3 separate regions of the Mus musculus genome follow, and all the other regions are linked to region 2. Evidence: chromatin contacts called from public ChIA-PET data. All regions are on one chromosome and are shown on one strand. Each heading gives the region's core, a stretch centred on a gene start, on an enhancer-like site or on the middle of the called end of the contact. The rest is flanking DNA. Distances are from core to core; before and after follow the strand shown. Region 1 overlaps Myo6 (myosin VI). Region 2 holds the start of Senp6 (SUMO/sentrin specific peptidase 6). Region 3 overlaps Filip1 (filamin A interacting protein 1).

The links. ChIA-PET counts read pairs in DNA pulled down with a chosen protein or histone mark.
Region 1: an RNA polymerase II ChIA-PET map of effector CD8 T cells shows a contact between it and region 2, with 29 read pairs. The contact joins the enhancer-like site here to the promoter of Senp6 in region 2. A contact is called at or near these places in 1 of 39 promoter capture datasets (liver), 5 of 484 Hi-C or Micro-C datasets (the HL-1 cell line, the HPC-7 cell line, Th1 cells and 2 more), 2 of 115 datasets of contacts at active chromatin or transcription factors (effector CD8 T cells and memory CD8 T cells) and 3 of 9 other capture datasets (adipose tissue, liver and pancreatic islet).
Region 3: a contact with region 2 is called in an RNA polymerase II ChIA-PET map of effector CD8 T cells, with 25 read pairs. The contact joins the enhancer-like site here to the promoter of Senp6 in region 2. A contact is called at or near these places in 4 of 39 promoter capture datasets (the C10 cell line, cranial neural crest, hippocampal neurons and 1 more), 7 of 484 Hi-C or Micro-C datasets (B cells, the Ba/F3 cell line, erythroblasts and 4 more), 7 of 115 datasets of contacts at active chromatin or transcription factors (acute myeloid leukemia, bone marrow-derived macrophages, craniofacial prominence and 4 more) and 2 of 9 other capture datasets (adipose tissue and liver).

The regions. Positions count from the first base shown.
Region 1 is chr9:80,279,912-80,282,611 of GRCm38.p6, reverse strand. It overlaps Myo6 (myosin VI), which reads right to left. Exons shown (of 33, transcript NM_001039546.2): 21 at 1,021-1,151; 22 at 852-929. Among named protein-coding and RNA genes, the nearest start is that of Gm27227, 16 kb to the right of the region's middle. Within about 2 kb of position 1,256, at least 9 of the 459 cell types and tissues checked have an H3K27ac peak or open chromatin away from gene starts, as enhancers often do. A contact at or near this core is called in effector CD8 T cells and memory CD8 T cells, where this site is marked.
Region 2 is chr9:80,065,513-80,068,212 of GRCm38.p6, reverse strand. Senp6 (SUMO/sentrin specific peptidase 6) reads right to left here and starts at 1,310. Exons shown (of 24, transcript NM_001311110.1): 1 at 641-1,310. The coding sequence starts at 689.
Region 3 is chr9:79,815,372-79,818,071 of GRCm38.p6, reverse strand. It overlaps Filip1 (filamin A interacting protein 1), which reads left to right. Exons shown (of 6, transcript NM_001081243.2): 5 at 1-174; 6 at 2,175-2,700. The coding sequence ends at 2,381. Among named protein-coding and RNA genes, the nearest start is that of 4930429F24Rik, 23 kb to the right of the region's middle. Within about 2 kb of position 1,376, at least 79 of the 459 cell types and tissues checked have an H3K27ac peak or open chromatin away from gene starts, as enhancers often do. A contact at or near this core is called in the Ba/F3 cell line, acute myeloid leukemia, bone marrow-derived macrophages and 8 more, where this site is marked.

The sequences.
Region 1 (2,700 bases), core at 7-2,506, 210 kb before region 2:
AGGAAATGGTGTAGGTTCTGTGATAGACACCACAGACTAGTAATGCAATTGCGTATTTTCATCTTGTGCTCAAAAAATATGAAATTAGATTTATTAAAATTACCTTATTCTTGAGACACTAGAGATAGTTGACTAGTGCAACTAGTAAGCTGCAATAACAATTATATTTACAATTATAAGGATGTAATCATTATGTCAGTGTTTCAAATGTTAGGAACATGGAATTAGTATTACTAACACTTGTGAACAGACTTAAGTGTTTGTGTACACAATACAGTTAGCTATGAAGTTTTCTAGTCAGCTGATAGCACAACTGCAGTATTATGTTAGCCTAAAAAACAACCTAATGTATGTAGTGTTTATACATTCCTACATGGTAAAATCTGGCAACAGGCAGTACAAACTCCAATCAAGTTTCATATGCTTTATATTGCCACACTCTAGTGAAGCTTTTCCACACTGAAAACTCCAACATATTACGACAACACACCAAACAAGATTATAGGCCTGGTATTTAGGAGCCTGGGCCAATTTAGATACAGAATTCTGTGACCACTTGGGTTACATACTGAGCTATCTAACTGTCCCATTATAAAAATATTCTAGAAAAAAATTTTCAACTTTCTTAAAATTTTAGAAAGTTTTGGTTAGTTCTTATTTAAGAAAAAATTAAACAATCCTCTGATTCCAATACTGATTAAAACTGTAATTTAAACTAGAATATGAAACAGCCCCAAACAGGAAACCTGTGTGAGTAGAAACATAATCTCATACTGTTTCACATAATGTTGTAATAATATAAATTGCTAATAATTAAGAAAATAAATGCGAAGCCTGTCATATATATTTACCTTGCCAGGTCTGAAAAATACTTTTGTCAGCCCAAACTTGTAGTCAACTTCATTTAATCCCAAAGCTTTAAAAAGAGCCTGAAAAACAAGTTTCAAAAGTTGAGTTTCAACTACAAAGTAATAGAAAAGATTTGTTGCTAAGAAATTTCTACTGAAGCAGCACTTATACCTTACAAAATAACCTCGGATCCAATCTTGCAAGTTTTTCTGGCATGTACTTCTTGTACATGTTATAGAGTTCATGGAACGAGGCTCTTGAAGGGAAACCCCCTTGCATTAGGTCCAACACAGACACCATACCTACAGGCATGAGCACAAATAATTTCCAGTCACAGTACGGAAGTCTAGGGTGACATATGAAAAACCCATCAATTTTACAAGTGAAAATTTATGAAAAGACAGCTTATAGAGAGGAAGTATCAGCAGTGAGGACAACGCAGGAAATCACACCTCCAGCCAGTGCTTATTTAAGTCCCAGCTGATTTATCATGTAAAGAAGCCATGAGGAAACCCCATGTGAAATCCGCACAGCTGACCATTTCCCAAAGGCAGCCCATCCAAAAGGCTCCAGTATGACTTGTATCTTTCTAAATTTCATAAAAGTACAAAAAACAAAGTCCTGCATTTGACCACCTTAAGTCCTAAAGTTAATTTTGGAATAAAATTTCTAAAAAAGTCTCCATTTCTACATTTTTCCAAGAACTAATATGAAGCAAAAGAAAATTTATTATTTAAATATTATGTGTAATATACACATACATGCACACATACACAGCCACATATATACACACACCACATATATACACATGACACACACACACACAGATATACACATACCACACATACCACATACACACATATACATACACCACAAACACATACCACACATATACACATGCGCACACACACACTTTTACTGGGTTGGGACTACTGCTACCAAGTAGCACACTAGCCTTGCATGCCCAAGGCCCTAGGTTCTAGCCTCAGCTTCAAAATAAGGCCTCTTCTACTAAGGTCTCAAAAAAAAGACTTATCTCTGGTTGAGAATCTGAGTCTACAGGATAAATATGAACTATTAATTTAACTCTAATAAATGGTCAGTCTGAGCCTCAAGTCAACATGAACTTTTCTGGTCAGCATTAACAGGCAGGCAACACAAGTTACAAAAGAAGAAAGCCTGCCTCTCTCATCCTCCCTCACTTTGTCCTGATACTTGCCAGACTGTAATTTTAATAGAAGGTATCTGTCCTGGTTAGTCAGCTTGACACAAACTGAAGTCATCTTGGAAGGGAGAACACCATGCCTCTATTGGCCTGTAGGGAAATCTATGGGCATTTTCTTGATTATTAATTGATATGGGAGGGTCCAGCCCATAGTGTGTGGTGCTGCCATTGGATATGCGGTTTTGGAGTCCTGGGTTGCGTGAGGCTTGTTTTCAAGCCAGTAAACAGTGTGTTCCTCCATGGTCTATGCTTCAATTCCTGCCTCCAAGTTTCCACCTTGAGTTCCAGCCCCGACTTCTCTCAGTGACGGAGTTGTAAGGTGAAGGAAGCACTTTCCTTCTTCCAATTGCTTTTGGTCATGGTTTTAACCATAGCAAACTAGGCTGGTATCTTAAAATGATTGTCTTTAATGCAGAAAAAAAAGTCTAAATGGAAAGGTCAAACTAGAATCTGCATCTTAAATATCACAGAGGGGAAAAGGCCCAACAGCTTCCACACTAAGACTTAGTGTTGACACACAGGAGCACACAAGTCAACTGGCACTGAGGGAAATATTCAACAAAATACTATGTTGGGAGCCAGGGTGTGACCTAGTGGGAGGGCACACTTTTCATGTTCAGGGGACA
Region 2 (2,700 bases), core at 61-2,560:
CCTAACTCTTTTACCTTCCCCGGCTGTCTCCAAACCGACACTTGGAAGCTCATTCTCTCTCTTTTTTTTTTTTTCCACCTCCCATACCTGCTTTACAAAGTATAAACAACCAAACACATCTCACCGGAGTTCGGGGCACCGCCGGGTCTAACCTGCACCCCGAGGGCAGCGGCTAGCCTGGGAGCTTTTAACCACAGGGCAGTGTTAACCACCACCTCTCCCCCTGCCTCCTTGGATCGGCCAGTTTCAACCAAGCTTAGGTCTGAAACTTTCCACGAACGCTTAAGAAAGACGCGGACGAAGTCTGCTCCTCACCCACTAGGCACCCATCGAGAATATGGAGGTGGGAGCGAGCCCAAGCCTTCGGCGCGCCCCTCGCAGGCCGCCCTGGGCCTCGGCTCGCTGCGCTACCACCGCGCCGCCTCGCGCCGGCCTGCCCGAGCCTTGGCCCGGGCGGACCCGAAGTCGGCGCGCCTGCAGCGCGTTCCCAGCGGGCCATCGGCCGTCCGGGCCCCCGTGGCCCCCGCGGCCCCAAGCCCACCCGGAGCAGAGAGCTGAGTATCACGGCCCGGGGGTGGGAGACACCCCGGTGTCGGCGAATTTCGCCCCCGACTCTCCCCCGAGGGAGACCCGAGCGTACCTTTCAGGAAAAGAGCCCCAGCGCTGCCACCGCTCTTGCCCGCCGCCATCTTCCTCCTTCCACGCCGCCTCCTTCTTACTCCATGGCCGACACCGGCGCGGTGCTGGCGGGGAATGGGGGCCGCGCGTCGGGAGGGTAGCAGCCGCAGGGTGGCGGGCCTCGGGCTCGACCTCCGCGAGGGGCGCTCCCCGCCGGCCGGGCCCCCCACACAAAAGCGGGCCTGACGGGAGGCGGCGAGGCCCACGGCCTGGGCTGCTTCTCCTCAGGCGCCTACCGGGGACCGTGAGCGGCGGCGGCGGCGCTTCCCGGGCCCGGCTCCCCTCGGCACACGACTCCCCATCCACCGGGCCGCGCCGGCCTCTGAGGAGCTCCCTCCGCTCCCCTCCGCCCCGCTCCGCCGCTGGCTCCGGAGGACGGAGAACGGAGCGAACGCTCACACGCCTTCTACGTCCCGGGCCGTAAAATGGCCGCAGCGGCTTGAGCCGAGCGAGGGCTCCGCGACCGTGAGGCGCCCGCGACCCCTCGCTGCTCCAGCAGTGGCCGCCGCCGCCCGCCCACCCCGCCCAGGCGTCAGAGCATCAGCCCAGGCCTCGGCGACTGTCCATGTGGACGGGGGTGGGTCTCCGCCACCGCCGCGCGTCGGTCGCCACAGCAGCCCCGCCGCCGCTCCTCCCCCACCGGCCTCCGGGCCCGCCCCGCCGCCGCCGCCGCCCCAGAGCCTCTCTCTCCCTTCGGGTCCCTGCTCGCCCCCCTCCGGGCTCGGCCGAACCCGAGCCGGGGGCTGTCGTCCTGCCGGCCTGGGGTGGCCTTGTCTGGCCGGCCTTGGCGAGGGACGAACAAAAACCCCTTCCTCGGAAGGCCCCCATGGCAGAGCCGGCCTGCGAGCGCTTGCCAGCCTGCCGGCCAGGTATTCTATTTGGTCGAGTCGCACCACAAATTCTAAAGAAACGCTCCAAGTTCTTGTCTGACCCTGAATTTAAAACGTGCCATGGGAAGGAAAAAAAAAAAAAATGAAGCCAGGTAATTGGAAAATAAAATTGTGTTCACATCCATCTTCCAAACAATGCATATATGATATGATTGAGCCAGTACACTTTGTGTGTGTGTGTGTGTGTGTGTGTGTGTGTGTGTGTGTGTGAGAGAGAGGGGGGGGGGGGAGAGAACACAGTAGACTATGATACAATTTGAGGGGCTTTTTTTTTTCTTCTTTTTTCTTACAAACCCCATGTAGTGGTGTAGGTTTTTCCCAGTCCATAAAGGGATAGAGACAGGTGGATCTCTCTGTCAGATGGAGGCCAGCCTGGTCTACAAAGGAAGAGCCTGTCTTCAAAAACAACAACAACAACAACAAATCCATGAAAAATGCAGAAAATGAAAAAAAAAAGTTACAGAAATTCAAGCCCCTTAGCTGTGTGGTCAGCTAATAAACATTTTTTTCTTTCCTTTCCTTCCTTCCTTCCTTTCTTTCTTTCTTTCTTTCTTTCTTTTTTTTTCTGGTTTTTTCAAGACAGGGTTCCTCTGTGTAGCCCTGGCTGTCCTGGAACTCAGAAACCCGCCTGCCTCTGCCTCCCAAATTCTGGGATTAAAGGTGAGCTAGCGCTACCACTGCCCGGCTACATTTTTTCTTTAAAAAAAAAAAAAAAAGTGGGTGGGGTTGGGGGGAGGGTGTTTTGCCTGCATTTAGGGTGGGAAAGCTGCTTCTTGTAGTTACTTCAGAGGCCGGAAGAGGGTACCCAGGCTAACCAAACTGCTGAATCCATTTCTCCAGCCCTTTGAGTGAAAAAGTGAAACATAAAAAACAAAAGATTCTAGGCCTTTAGGCCCAGGCTTGAGAATGTGACCTTTGTGACTCAATGCTCCATGGTATGCTAATCATAAAACAAATAGCGGCATTCCTCCAGCAACCTGCTTCCTGGGTTCAGGGCATGTTTGTTCAAAGAAAGTCACCCTGACCCACCCTGACCATTGCTGGAACCCTCTATGCAAATATGCTATTGTTAGAGGCTCCTAGAAAACTGTCTTGACTTTCCACTTAACTGGTATTTTTGGTATTTTCCAAC
Region 3 (2,700 bases), core at 127-2,626, 250 kb after region 2:
CCAGTTATCACGGTCCGGCCTGTCAACGTAACAGCCGAGAAGGAGGTTTCTACGGGCACAGTCCTTCGCTCTCCCAGGAACCACCTCTCTTCAAGACCTGGTGCTAACAAAGTGACCAGCACTATAACCATAACCCCGGTCACAACGTCATCCACACGAGGAACCCAATCAGTGGTGAGTAGAGCAGAACCCAGAACAGAGGGCAAGCAGGGAAGGGGCTGGAGAGACCAGCCAGCTCCTGCACAGGAGGGAAACCCCTGCCTCTGCCAGCATCCAGACGCTCCCCCGCCAGTTGCCTATTCAGAAATAATAAGGATCTTAGGAGCCAGGCATGGTGGCGCGCACCTTTAATCCCAGCACTCAGGAGACAGAGGCAGGCAGATTTCTGAGTTCGAGGCCAGCCTGGTCTACAAAGTAAGTTCCAGGACAGCCAGGGCTATATATACAGAGAAACCCTGTCTCGAAAAACCAAAAATAAAAAAAAATTAAAAATAAAATAAGAAAAAAGGATCTTACCTAGAAGTGAAAATGCACATTTTGATAAATTGAGCCAATTCTTTTAGAGATTTATTTATTTTATCTATATGAGTACACACTATAGCTGTACAGATGGTTGCGAGCCTTTATCTGGTTATTGGGAATTGAAATTAGGACCTCTGCTCACTCCGGTCAACCCGGATCACTCTGGTCAACCCCAATTGCTCTGGTCTGCCCCTTTTGCTCAGTCCCTGCTGGCTCTGGCCCAAAGTACACTATAGCTGTCTTCAGACCAGAAGGGGGCATCAGATCTCATTATGGTTGGTTGTGAGCCACCATGTGGTTGCTGGGATTTGAACTCAGGACCTTTGGAAGAGCGGTCAGTGCTCTTACCCACAGAGCCATCTGGCCAGCCCAAATCGAACCAATTTTAAGAAAGCATTTCATTTATTCACAGAAATTTATAGAGACTCCATAATATACTCGCAAAGACAATCTCTTTGAAAAGGTGCTATAGAAGAATCATAAGGTTTAAAATGTGAATTTTTTAATGTTCAAAATATTAAAAAAAAAGCAGTCCAAAGCAGAGTTAAAACTGCTTCCAGTTGTGTTTCTAGTGTAAGTGTTCAGTGGGTGATTAGGTATGGCCACAACTCCTCTCCATCCCAAAATTAAGACTGCAAGATTTTCATATTAAAATCTTTTCAACAAAAAGTAACTCTGTATGTCCAAAATCTGTATTTTATTTAACATCTTGCAGAGAGCAGGTGAATGTGCAAACAGGACCATACTGAAAATAGAACTGAGAATCAGGTGTGGCGGTATATGCTCGTTATTCTAGCACTGAGGAAATGGGCAAGAAGGTTGCAGGTTTCAGCCTAGCCTAGACTACAGAGCAGAAGCATGCCTCTAAAGGAAAAGGGGAAGGAAGCATTTAAAGATGTCACAATAGACTACATGCAGACGGTGGCTCGGGGTCCAGTCTTTGCTGTGTAACTGGGGCTTTAAGAAATGTAAGAAGATGTGCGGGGCATGACAGTAAGCAGTGTGATGCTGCCCATGTTTGTTGAGTAGTTGGAAATCAGATCTGGACTTCAGAAGGGATTGGCAGCTAAAGACTCTAGGACTTGGATGCATGGAACACAAGCAAGGGGCTTCTCAGGCTAAAGGTGGACACTTCATTAAAAGGCTGAGACTGGAGCGTGGTGACGCATCTACAAGGCAGGCAGGGTCAAAGGAACCATCAAGAGAAAGAAAAGTGTCCTCAGAGCTTGGAAGCATTGGTGAGACTCATACAGAGACCGAAGCAGAGTACTCGGTGAGGAACACTGTTAGAGGGTGGGTGTAGTCAGAGTGCCGATTTAAACGGAAGTCTGAGGTCGCCAACAGATGACTAGAGCCACTTCCTTTGAAAGGGTAGATTGGAAGACAGTGGTATGTCTAGGCATTGAGGCCATCCTCTGTCAGGATAGAGTTGACGAACTAAGGTTTGAGAGGGAAGCTCAGCACAGATGTTTCAAGAAAGCCGAAGGAATAAGAGCGGTTAGATGCAGACTGCGGCTTTCTCAACCCTTTTCCCTAGGATGGGTTGTTGTGAAATGCCCCTTTGTGGCAGGAATTAGGCTAATGCACAAGGTTTAGGACAAAACTGGGCAAACTCACCAACATGTCCCCTTTGTCTGTGTTTTCTCTTCCAGTCAGGACAAGATGGGTCATCTCAGCGGCCTACACCCACCCGCATCCCCATGTCAAAAGGTATGAAAGCAGGAAAGCCAGTAGTGGCAGCCCCAGGAGCAGGAAATCTGACCAAATTCCAGCCTCGAGCTGAGACTCAGTCTATGAAAATAGAGCTGAAGAAATCTGCAGCCAGCAGCACTGCCTCTCTTGGAGGGGGGAAGGGCTGAGGGCAGTGGCTAAGGGGGTATGTTGTAAGGATGCTACTGCTGCTGTGGAAACAAACCTTCCTCTGTTTGTGCCAACCCTTTACATGTACTACTAATTTAAGTTTTAAATAACTTGTTTATAAAATAACCATCTAATAGCCTTGCGGCTTTCCTCTCTATTTTGTGCATTTGTTTCAATGCAGAGGAATAGAATTAATTAGCAAAATTGCTGTTTGCTGAAAGTTTTGTTGAAGATGTTGGTCCTGAGACAGGTTCTGGCCTCCAGTTCAGTTTTACTTCTAGCATGTGGCCCCAGCCAATGTAGCTCACGAGTTATGAA